Linked DNA regions of Hordeum vulgare: regions 1 and 2 are each linked to region 3. Evidence: chromatin contacts called from public Hi-C data. All regions are on one chromosome and are shown on one strand. The core of a region is the stretch at or near the end of the contact, and the rest is flanking DNA. Distances in the headings are between cores, read along the strand shown. Region 1 overlaps LOC123399424 (putative wall-associated receptor kinase-like 16). Region 2 holds the start of LOC123398984 (dicarboxylate transporter 2.1, chloroplastic-like). Region 3 holds the start of LOC123398992 (homeobox-leucine zipper protein HOX4-like).

Evidence for each region. A called contact is a pair of places that touch in the nucleus more often than the background predicts.
Region 1: a Hi-C map of leaf shows a contact between it and region 3, with 4 times the contacts expected there. The contact joins the enhancer-like site here to the promoter of LOC123398992 in region 3. A contact is called at or near these places in 2 of 6 Hi-C or Micro-C datasets (leaf and seedling).
Region 2: a contact with region 3 is called in a Hi-C map of leaf, with 6 times the contacts expected there. The contact joins the promoter of LOC123398984 here to the promoter of LOC123398992 in region 3. A contact is called at or near these places in 5 of 6 Hi-C or Micro-C datasets (leaf, seedling and an unstated tissue) and 1 of 1 datasets of contacts at active chromatin or transcription factors (embryo).

What each region holds. Positions count from the first base shown.
Region 1 is chr5H:469,207,166-469,210,031 of MorexV3_pseudomolecules_assembly, forward strand. LOC123399424 (putative wall-associated receptor kinase-like 16) reads right to left here. Exons shown (of 4, transcript XM_045093834.1): 3 at 2,802-2,866; 4 at 1,209-2,538. The coding sequence ends at 1,358. Among protein-coding and RNA genes, the nearest start is that of LOC123399424, 11 kb to the right of the region's middle. Within about 2 kb of position 1,511, at least 2 of the 3 cell types and tissues checked have open chromatin away from gene starts, as enhancers often do. A contact at or near this core is called in leaf, where this site is marked.
Region 2 is chr5H:468,611,997-468,614,696 of MorexV3_pseudomolecules_assembly, forward strand. It overlaps LOC123398984 (dicarboxylate transporter 2.1, chloroplastic-like), which reads left to right and starts at 1,385. Exons shown (of 4, transcript XM_045093424.1): 1 at 1,385-2,255. The coding sequence starts at 1,470. LOC123398985 (queuine tRNA-ribosyltransferase catalytic subunit 1-like) reads left to right here. Exons shown (of 16, transcript XM_045093425.1): 15 at 83-110; 16 at 297-794. The coding sequence ends at 455.
Region 3 is chr5H:468,897,744-468,900,526 of MorexV3_pseudomolecules_assembly, forward strand. It overlaps LOC123398992 (homeobox-leucine zipper protein HOX4-like), which reads left to right and starts at 1,453. Exons shown (of 3, transcript XM_045093427.1): 1 at 1,453-1,876; 2 at 1,984-2,348; 3 at 2,431-2,783. The coding sequence starts at 1,819.

The DNA.
Region 1 (2,866 bases), core at 261-2,760, 310 kb after region 3:
GGCCGACCCATTACCACGTCTTCCAGGTGAGGGGACGGTTTGTGTTGCTAGAAGCTAGACAACCCCTCATTTTTTTCGTTGCTAGAAACGGGACATAGCCGTTCCTGTGTTTTCCCCGTCAAAAAGATAAAAAAAAAGGCTCATGTAGAAGTCTAGTAGCGTGAATTGGGTTATGCATGATACCATACTCTTGACTGATTATAGTTTTTTTTTCCTTTTTGCAAAAGAAAAAGTCTAGTAGCGTGAATTAGTTTTCCTTTTATGTCTATTCTTTTATTATATATCTCTGATGTCTACTTTTTTGACACACTTTGTACATTTTTTGTATACATATGAAAATTAATTTTATGCATGTTCAACATTTTATAATACATGGTTAACATTTTTATATGTATGTTTAGATATTTTTTAGATACATCAATAACGCTTTATACATATGTCACATTTTTTAATACATGATTAACATTTTTCAGAAAAATGATTCATTTTGTTTTGAATACATGTGTCGATAACTACTTTGTGCCATACACATCTGTACATTTTTCATATACAACAGAAACATTTATCTTGTATATGTTTTACAATTTCAAATATACAATTAGTTTTTTTCAGAACACATGTTTGTGAATATATTTTCTCAAATATGTGTTAAACTTGTTTTTCCAAATAAGTGTTGAAATATGTTTTCAAACGCTATCAACATTTTCTTATAGTTGCATCACCAATTTTTAATATTGAACAATGGTTTTTACAAATATGTATTTTCTTAAAATATTTGTATTTTAGTTTTTGTGAAAATATAAAACAGAAAAATTACAAAAAACAAGTGAACGAACAAATAACAATCGAGCGAACAACGCCACTGGGCTGGCCCATGGCCACGTCTTTTCAGGTGAGGGGACGGTTTGTCTTGCTAGAAGCGGGACATAGCCGTCCCTGTGTTTTCTCCGTCAAAAAGATAAAAAAAAAGGATCATGTAGAAGTCTAGTAGCCTGAATCGGGTTATGCATGATACCATACTCTTGACTGATCATAGTTTTTCTTATTTTTTTCTCTCTTTTTGCAAAAGACTGATAATAAAATATAAGGATTTAGAGGACGTGTCAAGCATCTACCCCACTAAATCAAATTTGAAAACCAAACTATGCATAATTTAAGAAATAATAAATCACATATATCCACACTTTTTCAGAAGATACATAACCATATAAACACTGAAACTGTAGATGTATAATTGGTAAAATGAACAGTAACATAATGGTAGCTATAACAATTGACTGTTTATTCTATTTTTGATGCAACTGACTTTTTTGCTTTTGAATACAAAATAAACAAAGCAAGGCAATAGTGTGATTACTTAACGACCTGACTGCAGACCATTAACAGCTTTCTTCTCGATGCTGAAACATTCAGCACTTGTTATCGTCGAGCTGACCATTGACGAGGGCTCCCCAAGTAGGCATTCCATCTCTTCAGGGTTTCGCTGCACCCATGGATGTTGCATCACCTTCCTCAGACTATCAAGCTTCTCCGCAACTTCCTTCATCGATGGCCTATTGTCACCACACATCTCTAAGCACCGCATCGCTAGCTCCGCCGCCTCTTCAATAATTTCTGTGCTCTCCTCGTTCTTGATATCATCATCCAAGATTTCCTCAAGCTTATTCACCTTCATCGCATACATAAACATCATCGATAAGCTCTTCTCGCGGGCAGCGACATCTTGACTGAAATTAAATGGCAACTTGCCCGTAAGCAGCTCCAAAAGAACAACCCCAAAGCTGTACACGTCACTCTTGTCTGTCAGCAGGTTGGTTTGCATGTACTCAGGATCGAGATACCCGCATGTACCATGTACAAGTGTGATGAATTGTGACTTATCAGTTGGTGCCAGGATGGAGGCGCCAAAGTCAGCTACTTTAGCTTTGTGATCCCTGTCAAGAAGAATATTGGAGGACTTGACATCACCATGGAGGATTGGTGTCGAAGCCGATGAGTGAAGGTAGGCGAGCGCGTCAGCGGACTCATGGGCGATCCCCAAGCGAGTAGCCAAGGAGATACGTAGGCCATGGTTACCGTGTATGAGCTGGAAGAGGGTGCCGTTTGGGACAAACTCGTATACCAACATAGGGACTTCCACTTCGAGGCAACACCCGAGGAGCTTCACAATGTTTTTATGGTTGACCTCAGACAAGATCAGCATCTCTTTACCAAATTCTTTCTTTTGTTGCTCGTCGACGGTCTTGCATCTCTTCACCGCTACTTCCACGTTGCCCTCAAGAACCCCCTTGTACACAGTCCCATAGCCCCCTTGACCCAATACTTGTTGCTCACTAAACCTGTTCGTGGCTTGCTGTAGTTCTTCCTCTGTGAAGATTTTAAATGTAATACCTTGCTTTGACCTCATCTCCTCAAATAATATTAGACCACCATGCTGCCGAAAGTAGTCCCGCTTCATCTTTTGTAGTTTTCTTCTCTCTTGGATCATGCACGCACAGGCTAAAACAATCACTAAGACGACTAGTCCAACAGTTGTACCTGCATTATCCATCCACATATACATATGTTCAATATTAATGTAATTTCGTTGAGTAGTGACAACTTAAAGTACTCTGTTTCAGGAGAAAGAAAAATACTGGCTGATAAATTTAGTTGGCCAAGATAAAGTATGCTGGGTTGTCGTTAAACAACATAATATCGATGTACTATATCATTGCAAAGTTCGTAAGTTTCCTGCAGATGTTCAATTAATCGTTCATAAGCAGTATGTGTATATAGTGCTCACAAAGAGAAGAACTCACCTACGACAGGTATCACAGGAAAATGGGATTGACAACTGCCATTCGCCCAATCCTTCCCTCGGGGA
Region 2 (2,700 bases), core at 135-2,634, 290 kb before region 3:
TGTCTCATTCGACATAAATCTGCCTGATTTGTCAGTGAAATAGTGTGTTGGTAAATAACGAAATTCCGCTGACATGTTGCAGGTTCGTGCGAGGATTCTTGAGGGTGCAGGTTTGTCTTGTCCTCCAATCTCTATTCTATCATATATTGCTTGAACCAAAAATAGCTGAGCAACAAACTACCTCCTTGTACCATCTGCTACCCAATCATCTACAAAGCCAACACCATACCTGTTTTGTTATTATGTTTCTTAATAGTTTGAGTTACCCGTAAACGCTAAAATCACGATGATGACAGTTCCCGAAGGGCGACGTGCCAAAGTGGGTTCACAATGCAATGGAGGTTGCCGGCATTGACATATCGGAGTGCTGCACCCCGACCAACTGTCAGCATGACGCAATGGAGGCTGCTGGCGTCGACATAGCGGAGTTTTGCCCGCCGACCAAGTGCCCCTGACGCGGAACGCTCGGGGGCATTCATTACAGATACCACGGTACCGGTTGACGATAGGAAGGATTGCCGCGTGGAAGTGATCCTTCGTACTTAACATGACGCGTTTTCACGAGGTTTTTCTGGGTCATAGATGGCGTAGGCCTGGCTCTCATTGCTTCAGCATAGAGATTTTTCCAACCGTATGCTGAAACTAGCTGCTCATAGGTTTTGGTAGCCTCCAAGGTGTTATAGCATCTGCCATTGATTGTTTTGCTGCAAGAACAGTTTACGGAAAGTTGTAACAGCATCACTATATATTATACTCATGAAAACTGCTGCCGCGACGCAGCTCATTTTGTTTCACTGAATGTGGCGGCTTCTCCAGCCGTCACACTCTTTCTGTCCAAACTCTGGTCCTCCTCACACTCTTTGTTGGCTTGAATATTGCCTTTTTTTTTGGAATTGCTTGCAATGTTTGGTGTTTATTACAGGTGGTCCCGCGACGCAATTGGTTTCATGGCATGGAAAATGTCGCGTGGGAAATGTGTGCGATCTTCAGGAAAATGACCTGGCCGGTCATCTGGATTGTTCGATTCTCATCGGACGGCAGACGCTTCTGGCAGTCAGTATCAACTACGGAGTATCAACTAAAGCAACGTGTCGGCACCCTGCTGGCCGCCGCTTCCCGTCGAAACGCGGTGCCTCGCGGGATCCACCACCGGTGGCGAGGCTGCAGATTCCGGCGATCGCGACTCGTCCCCACGCCGATCCCAGGTAGTAGTATCATCAGTAAACAAGGCGCCGTACCCCTCCTTCGGACGCTGCCGGGTGGGTCCGTCTGCGGCCGCGAGGCACGGGGCCTCACATGTCAGTGGGCGAAGCCCGCGAGGCGTTGGGTATCCCAGATTCCGCCGTTAGTATCTATGCTAAAAATGCTTATTTCAAACCGCAGCCATTACAGGGCCGATCTCCGTGGACGGGATTCTGAAACCGCCGCCCGCCTTTGCTCCTGGACCGTTCCGCCCGCCGCCGGCGCCGATGGAGCGCCTCCGGATCGCCGTCTCGCACCGCCCGCCTCTGCCCATCCGCGCCCCGAACCATCTCCGCCGGCGCCAGCTCCACCTCCCCGCTCCCCTTCCCCTCACACTCGCCTCCCGCCCCCTGTCTTCGCAGCATCGCCTGCTCTCCCCCACCCCTCGCCGCCACGCCCGGCGTCTCCTCGCCTCGCAATCGCCTGTCCCCGAATCCGACCCCGAGCCCGACGTGGAGGCCGGCGCTGCCCCCGCCGGCGCCAAGCTCGTCCCGCTCGTCGTCTCCCTCGCGGCCGGCCTCGCCGTGCGCTTCCTCGCGCCGCGGCCCGCCGAGGTGACCCTGCAGGCGTGGCAGCTGCTCTCCATCTTCCTCTCCACCATCGCGGGGCTCGTGCTCGGCCCGCTGCCCGTGGGCGCCTGGGCTTTCGTCGGCCTCACCACCGCCGTGGCCACGCAGACGCTCCCCTTCGAGGCCGCCTTCTCCGCCTTCACCAACGAGGTCATCTGGCTCATCGTCATCTCCTTCTTCTTCGCGCGAGGCTTCGTCAAGACCGGCCTCGGCGACCGCATCGCCACCTACTTCATCAAGTGGCTCGGGGGCAGCACGCTGGGGCTCTCCTACGGGCTCACCGTCAGCGAGGCCTGCATCGCGCCGGCCATGCCCAGCACCACCGCCAGGGCCGGGGGCGTCTTCCTGCCTATCATCAAGTCGCTCGCGCTCTCCGCGGGCAGCAAGCCTAACGACCAGTCGTCGCGGAAGCTCGGCTCCTATCTTGTGATGACCCAGTTCCAGGTAAGTGATGTAAATTGATTTTCATTATTCAACGTTCGTTTGATGAACTTGCTGCTGGTAACTTGGCCATGGAATAGATAGATCTTACAAGCCTGTCACAGTAGGATTCTAATAAATGAATGCGCCAGAGTCACAGTTGCTAATTGTCACTATACCTGAACTCTTGAAGTGTGCATTCCCCCGGCTATATTTGTTTCAGAAAGGGTTCACAGCTCAACTGCCGATCGTGTTACCTCCATCGTTTTAAACTCTTGTGGAGCTGTGCTCTGCACAGGTTGAAGGTGGTGCACCATTTCTTTGTTACTATTAGGACATGTGGGTGTTAGTATGATTTTCCTAGGCGGAATTAGTGCAAGAACCTGTAATCCCGTATGTGCCAAATCGATGCTTGCTTGGTCAGAAGTTATTTAGTGTACACCATCCAGTGCTAAAACTAATTTTGGAG
Region 3 (2,783 bases), core at 203-2,702:
AAGGGAGTACCCTCTAATACCAATTGTAAGTGCGTTATATCGACTAGAGGGGGGTTGAATAAGCGTTTTTACAAATTCGTTAGTGAGGAAATAATGATTGAGGAATTTGCTAATTGACGAACTACTTGCAGCGGAATAAGTACTCAAGTGTAATCATAACATAGTAGTAGCATAGTTGTCATGATGAAATAAAACAAACACAGTCACAAGTAGCGTGTAAATAGGATAAGCACGCGAAAAACAAGGTGACTGAAGAATTTTGAGATGAGAAAATTGAGAAAATCTTCAGTCAAAGTCTTAAAATAGTAATGATCAATTTCATCAACTAGTATTTGAGGAAATGGAGGGGTTAAGGAAATACAACGAGGAGCCCGATGAAGACAATGGTTTGATGACCCTCTTCCAACTGTTGTAGCACTTGTATGTCTGTTTTGAAGCGGCTTGGTATTTAAAACAAAGGACACACAGTCCTGACTGTGTTCTCCTTGAGCTAAGGTCACACAGACCTTGTCCAACACCCGTGTTAAGTCTTGAGCGCATACTTCTGAACCCTCACAAAGTCGATCACCCGACAATCCACAATTTCCTCTTGGATGCTCTAGACCATGACGCCAACCTTCTGAAAGATACACAGTCTTCAAAGGCAACAAGCGTCGGTTCCACACAGAAACAACCTGTGAGTGATGCTCAATCACTATGGGTTTTGGTTTCTAGTTTGGGTTTTGGATTTTTCCTTGCTAATATTTTTATCTCAAAATCCTCGAAGGATGGGTTGCTATCAAATGACACTTACAAGTTCTCTCTCAGAGCAGTGATACGTCTGCATCTATCTACTTTTCCTAAATCTTTTGTTTTTTTATTTTAAACTTTAATTTACATAATTTGAATGAAACTAACACAAGGTGACGCTGTTTTCAACAGATAGTTTTGTTTTTTATAAAAAATAAAAATTCTTAGAGTTAAGCAAAACTTTTTTTTTATGAATATAATATTTTTTTTACTGAAACCAAGAACCACTAAAGGGGAGAGGCGCCCACTAGGCACGAAGGCGCGCCACTCCCTTTCATCTACATCTCATAATCTGTTGATAGTACATTTTCAATCGTGTCTTCTGTCTTTGGCTTTTTTATGTGTGGGTATTTTGGTAGTGGGAATTCCAGTGCACAAAGAATAGTAAGATGCTAATTGCCAAATTGTGAAGCATGAACCGGGCTTGTACTCCAGTGCAAGTCGTCTCGTCTTATCAGTCCACGATCCTATGTGCTCTGATCCGATCGGTAAAAAAAGATCGCGCTTGGGCTCGCAAATTGCCGCGCGACGCGTGCTGCCGCGGGTCTTTAACCGTGGTCAGCTCCTGACCGCACCACCTAACCCGACCCAAGCGCGGAGCCGGAGCTCGGCCCCGCCTGTCTCTCTCTCTCCCCCCTCCCCCCTTTATTAAACGCACACGGAAATGCAGCACGCAGTGTTGGGGAAACAGAAAGGAAACCCGGAAAAGAAATCAGAGCAGGACTCCACTCCACACTCCACTCTCCCCCCTCCCCCTCCCCCTCACTCTTTCTTGGATCATAAGGAACCGCGGAGGAAATCCGTCCTCGATCGTGGCGGGGGCATTTTGATCGGCGTTGGTTTCCCAAGGCGGGGACGAGGGTACATGGTGGTCGTCATGGATCGAGGCGTGGACGGGAGGACGGGGAGGGACCAGCAGTGGAGGCGCCCGAGCCCTTCCGCACGCTCTCTGCTCCTCTTCTCGCAGTAATCGGGGAAGGTGGTGGTGGCGGTGGTGCCGGTGCCCTCTGAATTTCTGCGGAACTCGCCATGAAGCGGCCCGGCGGCGGAAACCCCTCCCCCCTCCACCAGATGGCCAGTCCCAGTGGTAAATTGCACGCGCTCTTTCTTTCTTTCTGGTGGCAATTCGTTCTGACTGTGAGGTGAAGGATGCGGAAAATCTGAGTCTCCATGCGTGCTTGTAATTTTAATTAGATATGGACTACGGCGTGGTCGGGATGGAGGCGGATGGGGACGCGGAGGAGGAGATGATGGCGTGCGGCGGCGGCGGCGGCGGCTGCGGGGGAGGGGAGAAGAAGCGGCGGCTGAGCGCGGAGCAGGTGCGCGCCCTGGAGCGGAGCTTCGAGGTGGAGAACAAGCTGGAGCCTGAGCGCAAGGCGCGGCTGGCGCGCGACCTCGGCCTGCAGCCGCGCCAGGTCGCCGTCTGGTTCCAGAACCGCCGGGCGCGCTGGAAGACCAAGCAGCTCGAGCGCGACTACAACGCGCTGCGCCACTCGTACGACGCCCTCCGCCTCGACCACGACGCGCTCCGCCGCGACAAGGAAGCCCTCCTCGCCGAGGTTCGTGCCCGCTTAAATTTCGCTGCCGCTGTCCTTAGTACTGTGCGCGCGCAATGGCTGACGCTCGCCTCGTGCGATACAGATCAAGGATCTGAAGGGGAAGCTGGGGGACGAGGAGGCCGCGGCGAGCTTCACGTCGGTGAAGGAGGAGCCGGCGGCGTCGGACGGCCCGCCGCCCGCGGGCATGGGGTCATCCGACAGCGACTCCAGCGGGGTGCTGAACGACACGGACGCGACGGGCGCCACGCCAGCAGAGGAGGCGCCGGCTCCGGAGATGGGGGAGCTGCTCGGCGGGCCCGGCGCGGCGGTGGCGGGGCACGGGCAGATGTTCCTGCAGGGGAATTTCCTCAAGGTGGAGGAGGACGAGACGGGGTTCCTGGACGACGAGGAGCCGTGCGGGGGCTTCTTCGCCGACGAGCCGCCGCTGGCGTGGTG